Regions from separate parts of the Mus musculus genome. Here all the other regions are linked to region 1. Evidence: chromatin contacts called from public Hi-C and promoter capture Hi-C data. All regions are on one chromosome and are shown on one strand. Each heading gives the region's core, a stretch centred on a gene start, on an enhancer-like site or on the middle of the called end of the contact. The rest is flanking DNA. Distances are from core to core; before and after follow the strand shown.

Region 1 (3,183 bases), core at 209-2,708:
TTCTGTACAGCCCTGTCTAGCCGAGCCACTGTTGGACCACAGAGACATAATCCACATGACACATGTGCCTCCCTGTGGGTATCTGGGACAGGTGCACGGAACAAGCGAAAGCAGACATGAATCGAGGCATGCTCTTTGCCCTTGGTTTTAAGAGCTGGAGCAACATCGGCATTCCCCAGTTCATGTCCTCTACAGGGAAATATACGGCGGCACTTCAAACCCTAGGCTTACCTTCCCCAGAAACTGGCCACTGAGAGCCCAGAGGCCACTAAGACTCTGCTGAACTAGTTTGGTGATTCTAAGCCTACGACCAGCCCAGAGTGATTACTCTGCTACCTACCACGTGCCTTAGACATTTCGCTTTAATCTAGAACCTCGGAATCGTACTATGTCACGTGAGGGTGGGTGGAGGAGGATGGTCTGCTGGGCTGTCAAACAAGAGCTTCCATTCGCCTAGACAGTCTTGAAATGTTCAGGAAAAGTCTGTCGTGTGTGTCGTGTGCAACTAGCACGGGTTGCTATAGGAGCCAAAGTGATGGCTCCTAGCTGGGTTCAGGGCTGGGTGGGCACGATCCTCCCATCACCAACCCCACCCGCAGCCCCGAGCCAACGCGGTCCAATTTTCCTCCAGCAGGCGGCGGGCTGGTAGCTGTGTGCAAGGCGTACTCTGCACGAGAGGCGGCAGTACGGACTCGACCTGGCCGCGGGGATAACCGTGCGCAGGAGCTGTCGTGTCACTGCGCGGCGGATCAAGCGGGTCCTCGGGGTTCTCAGGGCTCGCGGCCCCGCTGGGCTGCAGTTCCAACCCATTTACTCCGAACCAACGCTGCTAGAACCGAGGATCCTCCGGGGCTGTGGATCCCGGCTGAAGCAGGATCTGGGGTCCGGAGCTACTGCAGCTCCGCCAGCGGCCACTGGGGGCTGCAGTGCTGGAGAGCCCGGCGGGGACAGAGCGCTTCGCTCTGCCTCGGAGTCCTGGGGCGCCTTGGGTTTCTAAGGCTGTCTGCACCGCTGGCCGCAGCTGCCTGCATAACCCGCACAGCATCCTCACAGATCCGTGCGTGCGACCGCTGCGTGTGTGTGTGTGTGTGTGTGTGTGTGTGTGTGTGTGTGAGAGAGAGAGAGAGAGAGAGAGAGAGAGCGCTTTGCGCGCACGCGTGGGGGGGGCCAGTGGTGTGCATGCGGGGAGTGCGGGGGAGTGTATGTGTGTGTGTGCCTGTGGGTGTGAGTGCCTTGCTCACACACACACACACACACACACACACACACGACAGACTGGTCTGAACTTGAAGACATCCCACATTCCAAGAGGCTGCAGGTTCCTGGGGATGCCAGGGGGGTTCTTCAACAAGGAAAATCCTACCCTCATCTTCCTAGAAGGGATTATCTTTTTTTATCCTTTTTCCCCCTTATTTTTTTAAAATCTGGAAGAGAAGAGCACAAGTTGTACTCCCCCTCCCGCCCCTTCTTCTTGCTAAATGCCATGGATATAACTGAATAAGCTGCTCAGGGCTCTCCCCGCGTGGATGGTCCGAGGCCACCATCTGCCTGCCTTCGCTGGATCGCTGCAGCTGGAGCGCTTAGCGTGAGCCTGTCTCCGGCCAGGAAGGATGCGTGGCCGAGCCAAGGAGCCCGGGCGCCCTGCGGAGCCGGCCTTGGAGCCTCCCCGCCACGGGTAGATGCCGCCTTGCCCAGGTGAGTGGCTGTCGCTGCTGCTGCGTCTTGGCGACGCTGGGTGTCCGCGGGAGATGGGCGCAGGGATGTGCGCACCTGGGGGAACAGGGGAACTTTGCCTCTTTTCCTGCCTCACTTGCGGACTTCCTCCATCCTATAGACTCCTGTGGATGCCTTCTCTATTCCATCCTTCCTTCTATATTGTGTTTTGATAGAGTGGGGGAAGGGGAGAAACTGATGGGGAGGGAGGAGAGCGGGTCCTGGTGAGGCTTCAGACCGGTCTGGGTTAGGCTTGGAAGCTGGAGAAAGAGACCTCAGTCTCCTACAAAGGCAATCCTTGAATGCAGAACTTTGCCGCTAGACCATGCTGTTGCGTGTTAGCACATGCCAGGCCTGGCTAGGACGGTGCTGAGGTCTGGGTGACTATTCTGGGGTCTTCAGGAGCTTGGTTCCTGGACGGGTGGGGTGGAGACAGGGGGGGGGGCAGCGATGGAGTGCCGTGGAGGAGGGGAGGGAGGCATGGTTGCAGGGACCCTATCCTGGCCTCAGGCAGATCTAACCAAGATCAGGAGGACTCTGTGTGCCCACTCGGGTTGCTGAGAATGCCATGATAAAGCAGTATGTAAGCCGGTGTTAGCCATGCCCATGTTGGTAGTCCTCTGTCTCTCACTCAGCCCTGCCCTGCTTCTAAGGCTGGCCTGAGCAAGAATTGAGACCGAGACCAGCAGACAGCTCCCAGGAGGAGGGCAGTGCCTTGCTCCCCACCTTCCCCACAGAGAGCACAAAGGACAGAAGCGTTGGGTTCCAGGGAAAGGAGTCCAGACATCATCGAAAGAGAGAGAGATTGAGAGAGAGAGAGAGAGAGAGAGAGAGAGAGAGAGAGAGAGAGAGAGAGCAGGAATCAGGCAAAGCCTGCAGAGGAACCGAGCACGACTCATGCCAAGTACACTCAGAAACAGCTGCAGACGGACAGACACCTGCAGGGAGAGGGCTGTCAGAGCCTGTCCCTCTGAGCTGGAGCCACATGCATGCCTAGAAATGTTAGCCCTCTGTCCTGGTTAAAGCAGTGCATTTGCATGTGTGTCTGTCTGTCTGTCTGTCTGTGTCTGTCCATGTCTGTCTGTCTGTTTGTCTGTCTGTGGCTTGAAAGATCTGACCCCTGGGGCAGAGTGGAAACCCAGCTAAGGAAGAAAGTAACCAGGTAACCTCCAAGCTAGCTGTGGAGTTCCAGGTTTCAGGACAGAGGTGGGTTGATGCACTTGGGCGGGGGCCTGGTGGAAACTCTTGCTTGAGCATCAGGAAGGCTGGTGGATGCAAGCAAATAAACTAGGCTTTTGTCCCATGTCCTGGGTTCAGACAGAGTTGAAAAATAGCAAGCCATGCAGCCAACAGGGCAGTGGGACGGGTTTAGGGAGCCTGTCAGAGGCAGAAAGTGAGAGAGGGTTGGGCCTGGAAGACCTGTGCTTAAAGTGTCAAGCCTTCCTGACCCAGTGCTGCTCCTCTCCCCAC
Region 2 (3,183 bases), core at 257-2,756, 230 kb before region 1:
TGCAATTAGGTGCTATCCCTAAGAGCCTTGCAGATATATTCCTTTGGGGAATATCCACTGCTAGCAGACACTGTACATCTGGTGTGCTTAGTAACTTCTCAAAACCCAGAGCACAGCACAGGGTCTTGCCTTTCACTAGAGATTCTTTGCCTCTGAGCACAGAGGCAGCTTGGTGTCTTGTAAGACTTCAATACACACTGGACAAGTGAACAGGGGATGGAGCGGCTTTTAGAGGCCATTCCAATGTGTCAGCTTGCACTGCAAATCAGTGGCTATGGTCCAGAGTGTCAGGTGAAGGTCTGGTCTCCAATCAGCCAATCGGACAAAGTGCTGTAATTTCCTTTTTGTGCTGATTTCCTGGGAGAAGTGACATCATCCCGAGACACCCGAATACACTGCGTGTTTTCAATGTTGGAAGGAACATGGATCCCAACACCACTCACCTTGGGGAATCATACAGCAGCCAGTTTCATCTGTGTGTCTGTTAGATACTATCTTCATTTTATTGATAAAGACGTTGGAATCTAGCATGTAACATGCATCTACTTGGGAGACAGAGGCAGGAGGGTTGACAAATAAAGCCAGCCTAGCCTACACAGCAAATTCCAGGGCAACCAGCACTAATAGAAAAACCATGTTTCAAGGAAAGGTGCTTAAGTTATTTGTAGATAGACTGGAGAGACTGACCGCTCAGCAGCTAAGAATAAGTGTGGCTCTTGCAGAAGACCTGAATTAGGTTCTCATCATCTGCAATGGGTGCTTCATAAACATCTGTAATCTAGCTCCCAGGGATTCAACATACTTTTCTGGCCTCCAAGGGGACCCACACATACAGAATCACATTCATAAACAAACAAACAAACAAACAAACAAACATCACATTGAGTGTGTAAGTGGGCAGCTGCCCCATGGTAGAACCTAAGGCATCTACTAGGAGTCTCGTACCTTGTTCATTCTCTTGGGCATTTCTGGTGAATTGTTCTGGAAACCGTGTCATGGCTGCTAGTGTGACTGCTTCAGGGAGCTGTGAGCATCAGCACTTCGGTCTAGCATTAGTGACACAGTGAAACCCAGAAACAAGCAAAACGTTTATTTCTTACCTGGGCTGTAACAAGTTATTGCAGACTTATTCCCATGGGTTTCCTTAGCCCCCTGACCTGGCAGGTTTAATTATTTTGGCTCACGGTTGTAGAGGGATCAGCCCATGGTCATTAGGCTCCCTTGTTTCTTGTGAGGCAGATCAGCAAGGCAGCAGACATTCTTTATGGTGGAAAAGAAGCAGGCTAAGGAGCATAGAGGAAGGGACCAGGACAGGATATAGCCACCAAGGACATGTCCTCACTAACCCACTTCCTCTCAGTAAACCCTGCTCCCAGTAACACCATCCACCATATTATTGATCCACCATGAGATTAAGCTATCGATCAGGTCAGGGCCCTAAAGGTCTGCGGTCTCTCAGGATGCAGTCGCAGACACCCAGGGCTCAGCTTCGCTAATCTCCCAGGCTTTCCTCAATCCAATTAAGCTGACAGTCAAAATGAATCACTACATTTGGTGACTTAAAATAGCTTGGATCTGGGCTGGGAGGGGGGGGAGGGGAGGGGTGATGATGGCTCAGCAGGTAAAGGCTCCTGCAGCCAAACCCGATGACCTGAGTTGATCCCTGGAACCTAGGCAGTGGAAGGAGAGAAGCAACTTCCTCCACAAACTGGCTTCTGACGTCCACACCTGCATTGAGCATATGTGGGCCCACAATAGATAAATAAATTTAATTAAAAATTGCTTGAATCTGTTATACTCTTCAGAGAGTAAATGCCTTAAATTACGGCCTCTTCCTTGCTTGGCACCTCCCAGCCTCTGCCTCCCTTCATCTCAAGCCTCTTCCTTCCCCACCAAGATTCTGTCATCTGACTTCATCTTGCTCTGACACAGGCATTCATGATACATGGGGTTCAATGGACAACCCACGGGTCTCCCATAAAGACCTGTAATTAAATGGATCTAACAGAATTCTGCTTGCTGCATAGGGTAGCAGAACCATGGGTTACAGAAGTCAGGATGCGCGTGTTATTGTGAACGTCTTTTAGTTAACCACAAGCTTGTCCCCAGTATCAAACCTCGGTTCTAAGTAGGTTGTTTGTGGGCCTGAAATTTTGCTCTTAAAGACCTTAAAGGAGCTAGTTATTGTGACATGAGATGAGAGCATAAGAAGATGAGTGTCATGTTTGTGGTCCCGGGAGGTTAATGACAGAGTCTGTTTCCTCGGATGCCAGGGCCTGGGCTGGCAGGAATCATAGTAAGGAGATGGCTGGTTGTCAGTTGAAGAGCTAGCCTAGATGGGGTCATTACCAAGAGATAATAGAGGGGCCAGGTAGGGAGAGACAGAGGATGCTTAGGGCAAAGTATTTCAAGCACAGGAAAGGAAGCACTCATGAACAGCTAGGTTTGGATAAAGAACCCATCTGGAGGGCTGTATGAGGGAGCCCCAGCCTGCTTGGGACACCGGGTGGCAGGGGGCCAGCTTCTTGCCTATTGCTGTAGTCATCCAGGCTGACTGAAGAAACTTTTCAAGGAAGAAGTCTCAGAGGGCAGAGCTTGTGTGGAGTTGCCACCCTATCCTGAGGTGTGTCCACTCCGTGAGACTTGCGAGGGCATCCTAACCCCAGGGCAGCCCTCTGCCAGCTCTGAAGGCCTTGGAAATCCCCTGTGTCACCTGGGAGCGGGCTGGGCTAAAGAGAGGTGATCTGAGAAGAGATGCTTAGAGCGGGAAGTGCCAAGCATCTGAGTTGCCCAGAAGATCACCGCAGATGCCTTCATCTCTCTTTCCTTACTCTGTTCCTTCTCGCCCTCTTCTTCCCTCCTTTTATCTTCCTGCTTTCCTTCTCTCCCCCCTTTATTTTTCTCCCCTACTTTCTGCTTTCCTTCCTCTCTCCCTTCTGTTCCTTTTAAAAGAAGACGAAACAACCAGTCAGGTGTGTCTACTCCAGCACTCCTCGGCAACGGAAGCTTACTGCCCAGCACATACAGAAAGGTGTCCACCCACTCCTTACTCTATCCTTGAACTCACTCACTCAACTCCCCATTCTCAAAGTCCCAAGATGGATACAAAATATGAAAGGGACCACTGGCAAGTGTCTCCTTCAGCTCCACAGATGTCATTTAATGTATGAAGGAAGGGAGGGA
Region 3 (3,183 bases), core at 248-2,747, 220 kb after region 1:
CCATATATACAAAAATTTTATATGTACTTGTGTGAAGGTGAGTTCTTTTGTACATTGGTATGCGTATATGCATGTGTGTGTGCATGGATTGTGTGTCATGTGTATTTGTATGACTAATGTACATTTGTGTTCATGTATGTGTATTAATACATGTGTATACACCTATGTTAACATTTCCTATGCATGTGCACAAACATGTGTGCACATGTATAATTAATTTGTGTACATATATGTCTGTGTACATGTGACTGCATGAACATGCTTATGTGTGTACATTTGTTCATATGTACATACACATGTCTGTGTGCATGTGTGCACATCTGTGAGTGGCCAAGTTTTCCCATCCCCCTGTTGCAGAATCCCAGAGTTCTGCCTGAATTGGGGAGGTGAACACTGGCAAAGCCAAAGCTGACCCAGGAAACTTTGCCCTGGCAAAGCAGGAAGGGGTGTGATCTGGTTACTACTTTTTTTTTTTCCGAGACAGGGTTTCTCTTTATATCTCTGGCTGTCCTGAAACTCACTCTGTAGACCAGGCTGGCCTCGAACTCAGAAATCCGCCTGCCTCTGCCTCCCAAGTGCTGGGATTAAAGGCATGCGCCACCACTGACAGGCTGGGTTCCACCTTTTGACTGCATCTGCATCCTTCATTTTCTCATATTGGTGGTCAAGACTAAGGGCATTTGAAGAAGGGGGCAGTGACCCCAAAATGACGAGGGAGGACTGAACAGGAGAAGCAGGGCTCACAAGAATTAAAAAAGAAAGAGGGGCAGCTAGGAAGGTCAGTGTGAGGACAGGCAGCCTGGCTGGGAGGGACTTTCTAGATTCACCATCAAAACTAACACAGACCAGATGTCTACTGTGTGCCAGGCTGCATCCCAGAGTGTAGTTATCAATCTCTTTAAGCCACAACAATTCCACAGTGTAGGCACTAATACTACTCCTCAGTTGTGGGAGATAACTGAGGCCCAGAGAGGTTAAATAATGGGAAGAGAATCCCACAGCAAGGATTTGAACAGTGGTCTCTTGCTCTGGGCTCGCTGTTAGTCGCCACTAGCCCTTGTTGCTCAAGTCAGCACCCACTAAGAATGTCCATTATACTAAACACTGTTCTGAGCCTTTTATTTATGAATCCCTCATTACTAACCACACTGTACAAATAGATAATGAAACACAAACAAAGAAAGAGCATGTGCTATCACTTGGAGAGCCACAGAGCCAGCCCCTGGCAGATGAGGGACTTGGGTGTTAGTTCCTGGAATGCCGTCCTCCAGGTCCTGGCATTCTCCATGGGCATCGGTGGCCTAGGACGCAGCCGAGGTGGGGAGATACTTACAGCTCGGTGTATTGCAGAGACTGCTCTGGATCAGGCCCAGGCTGGGACAGGGCAGGGGGAGGGTGATGGTAGAGGGGAGGGCTGCCTCCTGCAGGGCTCCTGTGGCCTAGTTTCTAGGATCATGCCAGGTAGCAGGGCCTGGCAGGCGAGTTATAAATATCCCTCAGTGACAGCCAGGCCATCGCTCTGACGCTGATGTGGATTAAGCTGGATGCCCTGCCTCAAGGCCACTGGTATGGCTGTGGCTCTCACCGCTCCAGGGGAGTCCAGAAGAGCAGGGAACACTGGAGGGCTGCTGGGGTGGGTCCTAATTCTAAAGCCCAGACCAGATCAGAAGGTAGTGTTTCCTCTCATGGAGGCCAAGTGTTGGCTCTGCCCTTCTCTCTGAGCCTTCTCTGTCTCCTACATCAGCCTTGAGCAGATTTTCTCAATTGGTGTGGGTCCTGGGACCTCCAGGGCTGTATGTCTCTGGTAGGGGCAGTCCTTGGCCTGGCTTTCTTCTTTGTTGGCTTCACCTCCTTTTCTAACACCTGTCTCTGCCCTCTCCTTCCTGAGTGACAGAGTTGGTCAGTGACTTTGGGTTGACTTAGTAAAACTGTGCCAAGTGCCCTTGAGACCCCTTCCTTTTTATAAAGAAGCTCTCTGTGTGAGTATGTGCACACACACACACACACACACACACACACACACACACACACACATATGTGAGCACATAACATGTCCATTTTGGTTAAAGACATCTGGAAACCTCAGCACTCGGTCTAAGAAATGTGTCTCAGTCCACTGAGGCCGTGGGTTCAGTCCCCAGAACTGTGTAAACCAGGCACGAGGAGGTACATCTGTAAGTCTTGGGAGGTGGGTGGAGGCAGGAAGATGGGAAATTTAAGGTCATTCTTGGTTACATAACTAGTTCAAAGCCATGAGACCCCGTCTGAGACAAAGTTCTGCGGGATCACCCACACATCAACTAAAGCCCAGGCTTTTCAAGTCAGCTGCATCCCAGGACCACCTTCTCCAGGAACAACAGTCCTTTGTCTTCAGATCAGGTTCATGTCGAGGAATGTTGGAAAGTCCGGGGAGGTGCCTTTGGGCTGGGAGGACCGTGGCTGTGTGAGCTGGTTTAGGCGACAACGCTTACTCAGGGCAGGCACCGTTCCCCTACTCTGGCTGAAGGCAATGGTCATGGGGCCCAGGCAGTCTGGCAGAGCCTGTGCCCTGTGATGGTGCTTGCAGGCTCAGTGGGACTTGCCTTGGCTGAGAGAGCCCAGGGCTGGCAGAATTGAGCTGGCTAGGGCTGTGCCTCGTGCTGTCTACCAGCTGTACGTACCTGCTTTCACACCCTCTGTGTACACATGTAGTCAGCCACAAGAGCTTGAAGGGAAAAAAAAAGTCAGCATTTCCCAGAGTCCCTTGCTGCTTGGATTTCTGGCTGTGATTGGCTTTGCCAACCAGAGGCATTTCAGAGAGCACAGAAGGTAGTATGGAAACTATCACTTTGTGAAAGCATTGCATAGTGGGAAGGCTTCGGCTGAGGGATAGTTTTCAGCTATTGGTGTACCCATGGTCTTGCCACCCACCTACTGGTATGTTGCAGCTAGAATGGTGGCACATGGCAGGGGCAGTTTCAGGCTCAGCTGTGAAAATGTGAAATGTGACCGTAAGCCCAGCACTGGTCTCCAACACCCGTTCGTTTGGTTCTCTGCTCACAGAGGAATATCTATTGTCCTCCAGCCCCTTTTGACTGAGGTGCCCCAGGACTCACATTTGCTCTGATTGACACAGCAGGGACAGGTGAGTGCCAACCAGGACTCAGAGGCCAAGAGAGTTGCAGAGCCTGATGTGGTTTTAAC
Region 4 (3,183 bases), core at 181-2,680, 130 kb after region 1:
TGGTTCCTGCCCCTGTGGCTTTGTGTGGATGCTGCTATGCATCCTATATGGGGGTGTCTTTCTGCCACTACCAAGAGAAGGACTAGAGACTGTGAGCCTCTCCTAGGGACATGCATGTGTTCTCTCTTCTCTCCTCCCCCTCCTATTGTCTTCTTTCTTCTTTTCCCTCCTTCCTTTGATGCTAGCTGCAAAGACTCCAACATCCAATGTCAAAGGCTGGCCTCCTGCTCAGACATGTAGCTCTCTCCTTCCCTGCCACAAACTCACAGACCTTGTTTGCTCTGTCCTGGAAGGGTTACCAGAGTTGTTTTAGGTTGATTTGGACTCCTGGCTTCCTTGGCTCATCTGCCAATCCTTGATAGGAGAATTAAAGTGCCAAGTAATTACGAAAAGCAGAGAAAGGGGCTCTAGCGGTCACAACAGGAAAAGAAACAGTGCTCCCTTGACCTCCACCCCCCACCTTCCACCACAAATCCATCTCTGGGGTCCTGATGTGATTTCTTTCACTAGAACAGAGAGGAAGATGGAGCTTGGACGTTCTAGTCCTCTTCATGGTCTCACCGTCTGTGGTCTGACAAGTTGTCAGAACTGAAATATCTTCCTGAGAGTTAAGCTCCCTCTGTGGTCACCTCAGACCTTAGTCTTTTCCTGGGAGTTTGGGGAAACTGTCATTTCTAAGAGTCCATCATCTCAATAGATAATCTGAGAGTAGGAGGGAGGGACACAGTGTCTGGTTAGGAGCACTTCAGGTTGCTTCCCAAAGGGTTCCTGTCGGGTGAGCAGGGCCCAGCGCATTCTTCTTTACCCTTAAATGGAGGCCCAGACTTTGGCTTCTGGTGTCTGTGCTCCTAGCCCAAGTGGCAGGAAGTCAGGTTTCCTCTCTCCACTACTAGACAGAACACAGCATCCAGGGTTCCTCATGGGTGAGTGGTGTGAAGCTTGAACAGGGCAAGTCTTAGATGAAAAGAAGGTGCGGGATGCTGCCTCCCTCCAGGTGGCTGGTCCCGGCCCCTCCCACTCTCCTACCTGGAGTATTCTGGAGGGGGCTTATCCCTTTTTACCTGAAGCAAGAGACAAAGCATTTCACTGGATTTACAGGCTTCAGGGGCGAGTAGGGGTTCAGGCTGGTTGCTAAGATATCTTTTAAATGGAAATCAGGGCGGAGAGACAGCACATATATCTAAGCAGCCATCTGCTAAATGTTGCCTCTTTTGTTGGAAGCAGCTCCTGGTGGTTCAGACAGTGAGGCTGGGGGTGGGGAGAGCTGCAAAGGATGGAGGGTCTAGGGTAGGGGCACTGTCTGGGTCTTAGGACTAACCACCAACCAGAGGAAGTTTCCTTTTCTGCTCCTAGGTCCACTGCTCTCCCCTCCCCCGTTTTAGCTGACCCCTCCTTGCATTGTTTTAAGTATAAAAATCTGTCTGCAGAAGCTGGAAAGGTGGCTCAGCAGTTGAAAGCACTTACTGTGCTCTTCCAGAGAACCCAGAGTTCTGCCTGTTCCTAGCACTCGTGCCGTGCCGTGGCTCACAATCACCTGTAACTTCAACTTCAGGGTATCCGTGCTCATGTGCCTACATCCCCCTACAACACTACAACACTACAACACACACACACTGAAAAATAATAATAAAAATAAAATTTAAAAAAAAAATCTCATCTAGAGGCACTGATAATAAACTAACAGCCTAGCTTCACAATTCTGTATTGCCAGTATACTTCTGGGTTTGCATATGGATGTGCATGTTTGTGCATACACACATGCAGGTATGCATGTGCAGATGCCTATGTGTGAATGCTCCCTGCCATCAGGGCCTGATAAGCGAACCTTTCTGAGCCCATGAGCCCTCTGCTTCTGAGAACCCCAGCCTTCCTTCCACGGTTCTCTCTGAGCCGAAAACACAAGTGCTCATATGTAGTGGAACAGCTGGACCATCTCCGGTTCCTAAGCAATCCCTAGTAGAAGCTGCCAGTTCTGGGTACAACAGGCACATGGATGCCTCAGGAGGGGCCTCCTTTGCTTGGAGTATGGCCTGACGCCAGGCAATCCAGAGTAAGTGGCAATTCTTTCCAGGGTGGAGGAGAGCGTTCCGTTGGGTCCAAACTGCCTTGAATCTCATTTCCCAGTCGCTGAAACCTGGATAACTGTGCACAGGGCCCCAAGGTATGGTGGAGTTGGTTGTTCCTTGTGCAAGGTTGCTCAGTTAGGGTGCTCTACCAACAGCCAGAGGGGGACATCTCGTTCTCACTACACAAGGATACCTTACAGACTGGGAGCTGTTACGTTGCAGAACTGTGAGTACCACATGAAGAAATCCAACAACATGGCGGAAGCAGGGAGGAACCGTTTCCACCCTGGATCAGGGATCAAGTCTAGGCTAACTTCAGGACACTGTAGACTCAAAGATCCCTGACCTGTTACTTCACTTCTGTCTCTCCTCTTCCCTCTGCTCCAATGCTCCTCATGGACAGTCCTGCCTCCTCCGCCAGTGGCTGCCTCCTCTACAGGATGATTGTGATATCTGATAGCATAGACCATGCCCAGACTCTGCTCTCAGAGCACTGCTGTTTACATTGCTGGCCAACAGGACTTCAGCCCCTCCCATTTGCTTCCATGGCCCTCTTTCCAGGCCAGCCTCTGTCTCCTAATCTCCCTTCCCTTCTGCCACCTACACCTCTCAGAGGTGCTTGAAGTCCTCCTGTCTCTTGAAGGGGGACAAGAGTCTTGTCTCTCAGCCTTTGTTCAAATCCCTGCTTCAAACAGGAAACACCTCCCCCATTTTATCTGCCTGAATCAGGATAATTTATCCATTTCCTTTGACTCCCCCTCTTCAAAAGTGGGGGTGAGGCCGCCTTTTGTTTGGCTGTTAGAGAAATGGGCTAAGTGACAATTCTCAGAATACAATTTTAATTAAGATTCAATAGTCACTTGTCTGTCAGCAATCTTCCATGCTGATTACTTAAAATATATTTACCCAGCTCTATTATGTCACCCATTTGAATTCATTAGACATTTACTAATCTTCAACAAACTTTTTTTTTTTTTTATAAAAATGGTGGTTTGCTTAACATCATTTGGTAGGATGAACATGCTTGAAGCAAAAGAGTCTGAGTTTCTCTAGCATGAGGTTGTGAGTCCTACCTCCCTGGCCTCTCTTACCACCTCAGATGTATGGCAGAAATAGT

Evidence for each region. Promoter capture Hi-C pulls out the DNA fragments that hold promoters and counts their contacts. A called contact is a pair of places that touch in the nucleus more often than the background predicts.
Region 2: a Hi-C map of rod photoreceptor shows a contact between it and region 1, with 2.8 times the contacts expected there. The contact joins the enhancer-like site here to the promoter of Lrfn2 in region 1. A contact is called at or near these places in 4 of 39 promoter capture datasets (hippocampal neurons, maxillary cranial neural crest, second pharyngeal arch cranial neural crest and 1 more) and 1 of 484 Hi-C or Micro-C datasets (rod photoreceptor).
Region 3: a contact with region 1 is called in a Hi-C map of rod photoreceptor, with 4 times the contacts expected there. The contact joins the enhancer-like site here to the promoter of Lrfn2 in region 1. A contact is called at or near these places in 8 of 39 promoter capture datasets (cranial neural crest, embryonic stem cells, epiblast stem cells and 4 more), 3 of 484 Hi-C or Micro-C datasets (rod photoreceptor and uterus), 9 of 115 datasets of contacts at active chromatin or transcription factors (bone marrow-derived macrophages, embryonic basal ganglia, embryonic forebrain and 6 more) and 2 of 9 other capture datasets (adipose tissue and macrophages).
Region 4: a promoter capture Hi-C map of hippocampal neurons shows a contact between it and region 1, with 4 times the contacts expected there. The contact joins the enhancer-like site here to the promoter of Lrfn2 in region 1. A contact is called at or near these places in 11 of 39 promoter capture datasets (cranial neural crest, embryonic stem cells, hippocampal neurons and 5 more), 1 of 15 datasets of contacts at CTCF or cohesin (stem cell-derived epiblast-like cells), 24 of 484 Hi-C or Micro-C datasets (Kupffer cells, LSK cells, cerebral cortex and 8 more) and 10 of 115 datasets of contacts at active chromatin or transcription factors (bone marrow-derived dendritic cells, bone marrow-derived macrophages, embryonic stem cells and 3 more).

The regions. Positions count from the first base shown.
Region 1 is chr17:48,931,124-48,934,306 of GRCm38.p6, forward strand. It overlaps Lrfn2 (leucine rich repeat and fibronectin type III domain containing 2), which reads left to right and starts at 1,459. Exons shown (of 3, transcript NM_027452.3): 1 at 1,459-1,695.
Region 2 is chr17:48,697,140-48,700,322 of GRCm38.p6, forward strand. No RefSeq gene overlaps it. Among named protein-coding and RNA genes, the nearest start is that of Gm24071, 81 kb to the left of the region's middle. Within about 2 kb of position 1,507, at least 2 of the 459 cell types and tissues checked have an H3K27ac peak or open chromatin away from gene starts, as enhancers often do. A contact at or near this core is called in rod photoreceptor, where this site is marked.
Region 3 is chr17:49,152,739-49,155,921 of GRCm38.p6, forward strand. No RefSeq gene overlaps it. Among named protein-coding and RNA genes, the nearest start is that of Gm30475, 18 kb to the right of the region's middle. Within about 2 kb of position 1,498, at least 10 of the 459 cell types and tissues checked have an H3K27ac peak or open chromatin away from gene starts, as enhancers often do. A contact at or near this core is called in rod photoreceptor, where this site is marked.
Region 4 is chr17:49,062,756-49,065,938 of GRCm38.p6, forward strand. The region is part of intron 1 of Lrfn2 (leucine rich repeat and fibronectin type III domain containing 2); the gene reads left to right. Among named protein-coding and RNA genes, the nearest start is that of 1700008K24Rik, 49 kb to the right of the region's middle. Within about 2 kb of position 1,431, at least 24 of the 459 cell types and tissues checked have an H3K27ac peak or open chromatin away from gene starts, as enhancers often do. A contact at or near this core is called in cerebral cortex, cortical neurons, forebrain and 1 more, where this site is marked.